Regions from separate parts of the Ovis aries genome. Here region 1 is linked to region 2. A link is a contact called in public Hi-C data. All regions are on one chromosome and are shown on one strand. The core of a region is the stretch at or near the end of the contact, and the rest is flanking DNA. Distances in the headings are between cores, read along the strand shown. Region 1 overlaps AP2S1 (adaptor related protein complex 2 subunit sigma 1). Region 2 holds the start of SLC1A5 (solute carrier family 1 member 5).

The links. A called contact is a pair of places that touch in the nucleus more often than the background predicts.
Region 1: a Hi-C map of hypothalamus shows a contact between it and region 2, with 5 times the contacts expected there. The contact joins the enhancer-like site here to the promoter of SLC1A5 in region 2. A contact is called at or near these places in 4 of 16 Hi-C or Micro-C datasets (blood, hypothalamus, mesenteric adipose tissue and 1 more).

Annotation. Positions count from the first base shown.
Region 1 is chr14:53,694,212-53,699,030 of ARS-UI_Ramb_v3.0, reverse strand. AP2S1 (adaptor related protein complex 2 subunit sigma 1) reads left to right here. Exons shown (of 5, transcript XM_027978526.3): 3 at 46-159; 4 at 610-669; 5 at 860-1,233. The coding sequence ends at 961. Among named protein-coding and RNA genes, the nearest start is that of AP2S1, 11 kb to the left of the region's middle. Within about 2 kb of position 2,565, at least 12 of the 54 cell types and tissues checked have an H3K27ac peak or open chromatin away from gene starts, as enhancers often do. A contact at or near this core is called in hypothalamus, where this site is marked.
Region 2 is chr14:53,647,483-53,651,813 of ARS-UI_Ramb_v3.0, reverse strand. SLC1A5 (solute carrier family 1 member 5) reads left to right here and starts at 1,574. Exons shown (of 8, transcript XM_027978525.2): 1 at 1,574-2,771. The coding sequence starts at 2,203.

The DNA.
Region 1 (4,819 bases), core at 1,316-3,815, 46 kb before region 2:
CCTGGGCACGCCCTGTCACTGACCTCCCGCCTCTCTGCCCCGCAGTTCCGGAACTTCAAGATCATTTACCGACGCTATGCCGGCCTCTACTTCTGCATCTGCGTGGACGTCAACGACAACAACCTGGCCTACCTGGAGGCCATCCACAACTTTGTGGAGGTGCATGGGCTGGGGGCAGGTGGGCGGCGGGCGCTGCCCGGATCCCGTCTGTTAGGGTGCGGGGCCCTCAGCCTGGGGGAGGGGACACTGTCTTTCTCTGCCCACATTGGTGTTTCCTCCGGTGTCTGTTCCCTTCACTTTCCCTCTGCCTTGTTTCTTTATTTACTTATTTATTTTGCCTGCACTGGGCCTTAGTCGCAGTGCTTGGGATCCTCGATCTTCATTGCAGCATGCAGGATCCCTAGTTGTGGTGTGTGGCTTCTGATTCCCTGACCAGGGATCGAACCCGGGCCCCCTGCCTTGGGAGCATGGCATCTTAGCCACTGGACCAGGGAAGTCCCCTCTGCCTCATTTTTGTGCCACCTCTTTCTGATGCCTCTGCGTGTGGGTGTGTATGTGTGTGTGTGTGTGTGTCCTTGCTCATCTTGCAGCACCTCTGTCTTCTCCTAGGTCTTAAATGAATATTTCCATAACGTCTGTGAACTGGACCTGGTGTTCAACTTCTATAAGGTGGGCTCCTGGGGAAGATGAGGAGGAGGGAGCCAGAGGAGGGGGTCAGTAGGGGGCCAGAAGCCCGCAGCCACCCTGGTGCCTCCGCTGGGGTCTGTTTGCTGGTTCTTGGGCATCAGAACTCCCCAGCTCCCCGGGGGTCCCCCCCACTGCTCACCCCAGGGTCTCCCCATGCCCTCCCTTCCCTCAGGTTTACACGGTCGTGGATGAGATGTTCCTGGCCGGCGAGATCCGTGAGACCAGCCAGACGAAGGTGCTCAAACAGTTGCTGATGTTGCAGTCCCTGGAGTGAGGGCGGCCGTGCCCTCCTGCCCCAGTCCCTCCCCGGACTAGCCTGCTCGCTTCCCCTTTCTGGCCCGGGGTCCGCCCCAGCGGCCCCCTCCCTCAGCTGGCCAGGAGGAAGGCACCCAGCTGGGTCTGGGCGGAGGGGAGGAGGCCACATCCCACGGCCTCGGGGCCCCAGCTGTGGGCGGAGGCTGCCTCGAGTGTACCGTGTAACCGTGCCGTCCTCGTGTGATGCCGTGAGCGTGCGCGTGGAGCCCCCAATAAACCTGTGGTCCCCGCCTGGCCTTGTGTCCTTGCGCCTCTGCCTGTCCTGCCTGGGAACCGCGGGCAGCTCCAGGGGCCCTGCCGTTGGTACGTCAGGTAGTCAGTCAACAAGCACACCTCGGGCTGAGTGAGGGAGCGGGGTGGGGGGAGCGGGGTTCATACCTGCTGCTGCCCGCAGACGGCCCCGGGGGACTGGGAAGGGTGACAGATTTAGACACTGAGCTCTCGCTCCTAAAATAATGACACTCAGAGCCAACGCCGACATCGCTCAGGCCGTTCTAAGCCGTGACGTGCCTTTGTTAACCCTCAAAAGAGGATGCGGAAGGGATGGTTAGAGGGGCTCACTCAACTCAGACGATCACAGAGCGAGTCTGCAGCTGAACCAGGTTTTTTTCTTTTTTAAAAAAATTCTACTTGTTTATTTTATTTTTGGCTATGCTGGGTCTTCGTGGCTACGCAGGGACTTGCAGCAAGTGGGGGGCACCGGCTTCTCACCGCAGTGGCTTCTCTCGCCATGAGGCTCAGGCTCAGTCCTCATGACAGCGTTAGTTGCCCCACAGCACGTGGCATCTTCCCAGACCAGGGATCGAATTTGTGTCCCCTGCATTGGCAGGTGGATTCTTAACCACTAGACCACCAGGGACGTCCTGAACCAGGATGGTTTTGAGCCCAGGCAGGCGGCTGCAGAATCCTGGTTCTCAGAAACGAGGCCTGAGGTGCAGGCTCCGGGTCCGTGTTCAGTGGCTCCCAGCCGCGGCCGGCCCTCAGGCCTTCACTGTGTGGGGCTGTCCCGGGCGTGGCCGGCCTGCCCGCCCCCGGCTGCCAGGTGCCAGCAGCAAGTGGCCCTCAGCCCTTCTGGCAACAGGAGGCACTCCTGCGCATTTTGTTTGCTTTTGGCCACCTCGCTCAGCTTGCAGGATCCTAGTTCCCCGACCAGGAATTAAACCCGGGCTCATGACAGTGAAAGTGCCAAGTCCTAACCACCGGATCACCAGGGAACTCCCCCGCACCTGTTTCTAGTGCCCTCTGGAGCAGCTGTGCCCCCTCCCCCCATGCCCATTGAGAACAGAGTGGTGGCCGCCAGCTGCAGCCATGGCCGCCAGCCTTGGTAGAGCTGAGAACGGCAGGCTTGCGGCACCCACTCCTACTACTGTGACCCAGCCTCATGTCATTGTCCCACCTGCAGGGGGCAGGCATGTCCCAGCTCAGTCACAAGCACGCTGTACACGCTGCACGCTGTACTCTTGCCTCTGTTTCTTCACCTGGCAAGTGGGTCGACTATAGTTTTTACTCTCATGGAGTGTCCCTGAAGAGTAAATGAATTAATGCTGGGTAGTACCTAGCATCGGTCGGCACGCATTCACTGCACAGACGTTAAGTGCCTTCTGTGTGCACAGCCCTATGAGAGACAAGACGTCTATAAACGTGGATGGTGAACACATAACCATCCTCATTTCACTTGGGACACTGAGGCTTGGGGAGGTGAATTCTTTTTATAGATAAATTGTTCCAGCAGTGTATTTGTTTCCTGTTGCTGCTGTAATGCTATCACGAGCTGAGTGGCTTAAACCAACAGGACTCTGATCACTCGTGAGGTGTGAGAGCATGGGTGGGGGGCAGCCAGCTGTGGCTTGGATCTGCAGCTGGGTGATACAGGGTGGGAGATGAGGTCATTTCCAAGAGCCACAACGGAAGACCCAGCACAGCCTAAATAAGTGAATAATAAAATTAAAAATATTTTCCAGAACATTTCATCACCCCAAAAGAAACCTGTACCCTTAGCTATCACCCCTCAATCCCTCCATCCCCTCCTCCCCCCGCCCCAGCCCTGAGTCAACCTGCTGCTGCTGCTGCTGCTGCTAAGTCGATTCAGTCGTGTCCGACTCTGTGACCCCATACACGGCAGCCCACCAGGCTCCCCCGTCCCTGGGATTCTCAAGTCAAGAACCCTGGAGTGGGTTGCCATTTCCTTCTCCAATACATGAAAGTGAAAAGTGAAAGTGAAGTTGCTCAGTCATGTCTGACTCTTCGCGACCTCATGGACTGCAGCACCCTGGAATCAGAGAAAAAAGCGTGCTCAGGAAGAGTATTCACACGTTAAATGCTGTTGAGGTCACCACAGCTCTATGAGAATGGCTCATTAAATATACCAAGTGCAAAGGAACTTACCTGGTGGTGTGGTGGTTAAGACTCCAAGCTCCCAATGCAGGGGGCTCAGATTCGATCCCTGGTCAGGAAACTAGATCCCACACGCCGCAATTGAAGTGTTTGCATGCTGTAACGAAGACCTGGCATAGTTAAATAAAAAATAGATACTTAAAAAGAATGCAGAGTGTGCCAGGCAAGCTTGCAGAGCAACCAGAACTCTTGTACATTGCTGCTTGGAATGGAAAACAGGGCGGGTTCTCTGGAAGGATCTGGCATGTTCTTATAAAGTTAAACATTACATTTACTTTATGACTCAGCAATCTCCTAATTGTTTGCCCAAGGGAAATAAAAACTGATGTACAAAATTTCTACATGAACCCAAGTTAAATGAAGATGTAGATTCATGCAGAAACTTGTCCGTGAATGTTCATAGCAGCATTCGGTTCAGTTCAGTCGCTTAGTCGTGTCCGACTCTTCGTGACCCCATGAATCGCAGCATGCCAGGCCTCCCTGTCCATCACCAACTCCCGGAGTTCACTCAGACTCACATCCATCGAGTCAGTGATGCCACCCAGCCATCTGATCCTCTGTCGTCCCCTTCTCCTCCTGCCCCCAATCCCTCCCAGCATCAGAGTCTTTTCCAATGAGTCAACTCTTCGCATGAGGTGGCCAAAGTACTGGAGTTTCAGCTTCAGCATCATTCCCTCCAAAGAAATCCCAGGGCTGATCTCCTTCAGAATGAACTGGTTGGATCTCCTTGTAGCCCAAGGGACTCTCAAGAGTCTTCTCCAACACCACAGTTCAAAAGCATCAATTCTTCGGTGCTCAGCTTTCTTCACAGTCCAACTCTCACATCCATATATGACCACAGGAAAAACCATAGCCTTGACTAGACGCATATTTGTTGCCAAAGTAACGTCTCTGCTTTTGAATATGCTATCTAGGTTGGTCATAACTTTCCTTCCAAGGAGTAAGCGTCTTTTAATTTCATGGCTGCAGTCACCATCTGCAGTGATTTTGGAGCCCCAAAAAGTAAAGTCTGACACTGTTTCCACTGTTTCCCCATCTATTTGCCATGAAGTGATGGGACCAGATGCCATGATCTTCGTTTTCTGAATGTTGAACTTTAAGCCAACTTTTTCACTCTCCTCTTTCATTTTCATCAAGAGGCTTTTGAGTTCCTCTTCACTTTCTGCTATAAGGGTGGTGTCATCTGCATATCTGAGGTTATTGATATTTCTCCCGGCAATCTTGATTCCAGCTTGTGCTTCTTCCAGCCCAGCGTTTCTCATGATGTACTCTGCATATAAGTTAAATAAGCAGGGTGACAATACAGCCTTGACGTACTCCTTTTCCTATTTAGAACCAGTCTGTTGTTCCATGCCCAGTTCTAACTGTTGCTTCCTGACCTGCATGTAGGTTTCTCAAGAGGCAGGTCAGGTGGTCTGGTATT
Region 2 (4,331 bases), core at 325-2,824:
TTTGCCCATCTGGAGAATGGGTATATTAGTGGACCCAACCTCACCAAGCAGTTTTGGAGATTCCGGTGAAATCAGGCATACGCATTTGTCAAAAACCAGCAGGCGTCACTAATGGTTTGTGCATTTTGTGAAAAAGGACTGTGTACAGGGAATTCACTGGTGGTCTAGTGGTTATGATTCAGCACTTTCATTGCCCAAAATGTGGGTTCAAGCCCTAGTCAGGGAACTAAGATCCCACAAGCCAGTCAGTATGGCCCCAAAATAAAAAAATAAATAAAGAGGATTGCATACAAATATTGAACTGTGATTAATAAATGCATCCTTAATTGTTTGGAAAGGGCGCTGATATTTGCAACTTACTTTGACATGTATCCAAAGAAGGTGAATGGGTAGATGGCTAGAGAAAGATAAATGTATAGAGATTGTATATAGAAGTATGGTGAAATAACTCTAGACTCTAGGTCTGGGCTATTTGGGTGTTCACTGTAAAATCCTCTAAACTTTTTTGTATCTTGAAAATGTTCATAATAAAAAGAGGAAAATATTTGGTGAAAGTAAAAGCCTTAAACTGAATTACCATTTAAAATAGATAACTGCAAATTACCTACCTGGGGGAAGTGGATTACAATCTTCAGTTCAGTTCAGTCGCTCAGTTGTGTCCGACTCTTTGTGACCCCATGAATCTCAGCATGCCAGGCCTCCCTGTCCATCATCAGCTTCCGGAGTTCACCCAAACTCATGCGCATCGAGTCGGTGATGCCATCCAGCCATCTCATTCTCTGTCGTCCCCTTCTCCTCCTGCCCCCAATCCCTCCCAGCATCAAGGTCTTTTCTAATGAGTCAACTCTTCGCCTGAGGTGGCCAAAATATTGGAATTTCAGCCTCAGCATCAGTCCCTCCAATGAACACCCAGGACCGGTCTCCTTTAAGATGGACTGGTTGGATCTCCTTGCAGTCCTAGGGACTCCCAAGAGTCTTCTCTAGCACCACCGTTCAAACGCATCGATTCTGCCATTAATCGACACGTGTGGGGCTCTGAACTGAGAACCTTTATTCTGAAAATTATTAACATCATTCAATCACTCCATTTTATTTAAATCTTAACCAATCACGTGAGGGATCTGTATTTTACTTCGACATCGAGGAATTGGCAACGAGGGAAAAAAAAAAAAACGGAATTTAGGGCGGTAGGAGCTAAACAGATTTACACGATAAGCCCCCCGCGGATTACCTGGCACTTTCTAGATGATTTGGCTCCAGGGACTTTTGTGGTTTAGAGCCCCCAATCCTAGCCTTTCTAGGAGGAAAAACAAACCTCCTTCCAACGCCCAGCCCCTGCGGACCCTCCACACCCCACCCGGACCCTGCCCCTGCCCCTGCCCCTAAATACAAACTGTTACTTTGCCTTCCCTCGGGGTGCCTTGGGCCCACCCACCCCGGCCCTAAGTCCCGCCCACCCCGGCCCTAAGTCCCGCCCTATAAGCGCGAGAGCCAATCGCCAGCGGTGCGCTCCTCTCCGGCTCTCTCAGGCCTCGCCCCAGGATTCTTAGTCCCGCCAGCTTCCGCCAAAGCCACTCAGAGCCACGCGGCGCGCTCGGGAGGTTTGGTATAGGCTAGCAGCTGTTTACTCCCGGGGTCTCGGGCCACCGCCTTCGGCATCCCGGGGCTCGAATCTCCCCTCTTGGACCCAAGAACCTGGCTCCCTTCTTCCCGGAGCTCCGTCTTCTGGCCCCCAGACTCAGACTCCCCAGCCCTCTGTTTCCAGGACCCCGCCAGTCGCCAGGTTCCCGCCTCCCGGATCCAGGCGTCCCGGATCTGAGCCACCAGGACCTAGCCTCTTGAAGACCGCCGCCCCCCGGACGTCTTCAACCCTTCCGGAGCCGAGGACCCCAGGGTCCCACTTCGAGAAACTCCCGTATTCCTAACCCCTACGGTCAAGAACGCCAGCGCTCCCACCTCCCAGCTTTCAGCGCCGGGCACAGACTGAGAACAGAGGAACCCCAGCGCCCAGCCAAGGGACTCTCAAACATTTCAGCTTCTAAGAGCCAAGGAACTTGAGCGCTGTGAACTCACAACTGCAAAGAATTCTTGAAAGTTCTGGCCTCCGGACTCTGTTAAAGTTTTAAGGAACGTCAGCGTCCTGAGAAGGAACCCCAAGCGCTCCCAGCTTGCAGGCGCTAAGGAACCCCAGGGGCGTTCATCATGGTGGCCGATCCGCCTAAGGGAGACCCCAAAGGGTACGCGGCGGCGGAACCCACCGCCAACGGTGTCTCGACGTTGGTCCCCATAGAGGACGTAGGCTCGGTAAAAGGCGGCCGTTGCTGTTCCAGGGATCAGGTGCGTCGCTGCCTTCGCGCCAACCTGCTGGTGCTGCTGACGGTGGTGGCCGTGGTGGCCGGCGTGGCACTGGGCCTGGGGGTCTCGGGAGCCGGCGGCGCGCTCGCCCTGGGCCCCGCGCGCCTAGAAGCCTTCTCCTTTCCGGGAGAGCTGCTGCTCCGCCTGTTAAAGATGATCATCTTACCGCTGGTGGTGTGCAGCCTGATCGGCGGCGCCGCCAGCCTGGATCCGAGCGCGCTCGGCCGCCTGGGCGCCTGGGCGCTGCTCTTTTTCCTTGTCACCACACTGCTAGCGTCGGCGCTCGGCGTGGGCTTGGCGCTCGCGCTGCAGCCGGGCGCCGCCTTCGCCGCCATCAACACCTCGGTCGCGGCCATGGGCCCGGTGGAAGAGGCCCCCACCAAGGAGGTGCTCGATTCGTTCCTGGATCTTGTGAGGTCAGAGCCCGCCCTATCTGGTGGAGGGGTGGGGGATAGGGGTGCTTCAGCTTGGTGGGAAGGAGAGTCGCCACGTGGATGGAAGAGGGGTTGGGGTCCTGGGGTGGGGGGCCGGGACATCTCCAGGGCCTCAGGAAAACGGGGTGGGATAGTTGGGGGGGCTCTGGGGAGGGTCAGGATAAGGAGGGTGAGGACGCACTCCTGGAGGTTTCTAAATATGAGGGCTTGAGTACATAAAGGGGACCCCACAGGACAGTGATAGGCATGAAAGTCTTAGCAGTGATGCTTGGCAGCCGGGGTGGTGGGGAGGATGTGTTGATTGGGGGGCCTAGGAGGGTCTCTGCTGTTAAAGGGGAGGATGCTGAGGGGATATTGGAAGGGAATCTTTGGGTGTTGGAGGGCCCCAGGATGAGATTTCTGGATAAAGATTTAAGTCCCTTGTCTGGATAAAAGTTTGGGGAGCTCTGCATCAGGGAGCCCTGAAGGACTTGAGATTGGAGGGGACCCTCCCCCAACCAGGCCCTCTTCCCATGTGGTTCCCCCACCATGTGTCACCCAGACAAAGCCAGGTCCTTTTCTGAGCCTCTCTTCCACGCTTAGTTCATCTGTGCTGGACCATGCATGCTGCCACCTGTGCAGCCTTACCATCCCATTTCCTGTTCTGTCTGGCCCCGGCTGCCCTCCGCTGGCACTAGGCTGCCCAGAGAGGGGGCAGATTCTTTTCCTTCGGGCTTTTGCTCCCTGCTCCTCAAGAATAGCTCTTCTCCCTTTTAAGGAGGGCAGACGGGCTGGGTCCACACGGCCTTGCCTCTGAGGGCTGCTGATTCAGTATCTCCAGGTTGGTTGGGGACTTCCCGGAAGTGGCAGAAGGAAATGACGAGTCACGGAACAGTGTTCCCCCCTGGCCTCTTGGCATCAACGCAGGCTGATATTGGGGGAAGGCTGGGTGTCCAGAAGTTAACGTGGGTGGGCACCTCCTGGCTCAGACAGATAGCTGCATCCTGACCCAGCCCTGGCTGGCCTGGCTGAATACAGGCTGACCTGCAGACAGACAGCCACCTGAAGGCTGTTTTTATGTGTACAAGCTTTGCTCTTGTGCCAGATCCACGTAACGCACTTGGCCAGTCACTCGACAACTGACCTGGAACATCTCAGAACCACCCAGCTTTATAAGCAGCTGACACACAGCTGGACACAGGCACACAGACACGCGGCTGTGCCATCTTACTGACACGTGGGCTTATACCGTCACACCCACTGGGTACTCCCACCTTTTTAGCACAAACAGCCACTCACTGATGCTGCCGATCACACCAACATGTGAAACACTGCCTAAACACAGCTCATAGACACTCACGCACACCTTCAGGGTCACACATCTCTAGACACTAACCCGTGCCACCACCACCCCCCCACACCAGCTCGTACCCATGGCTTTGGTGAGAGGGAGGATCTGAGGTTACCAAGTGGTTGGGACTGTGAAAGCAACCAGCAGGGCTCAAATCCCAGCTCTGCCAGTCCCGCAAGTTTCTTCACCTGTCAGTGCCTCAGTTTACTTTC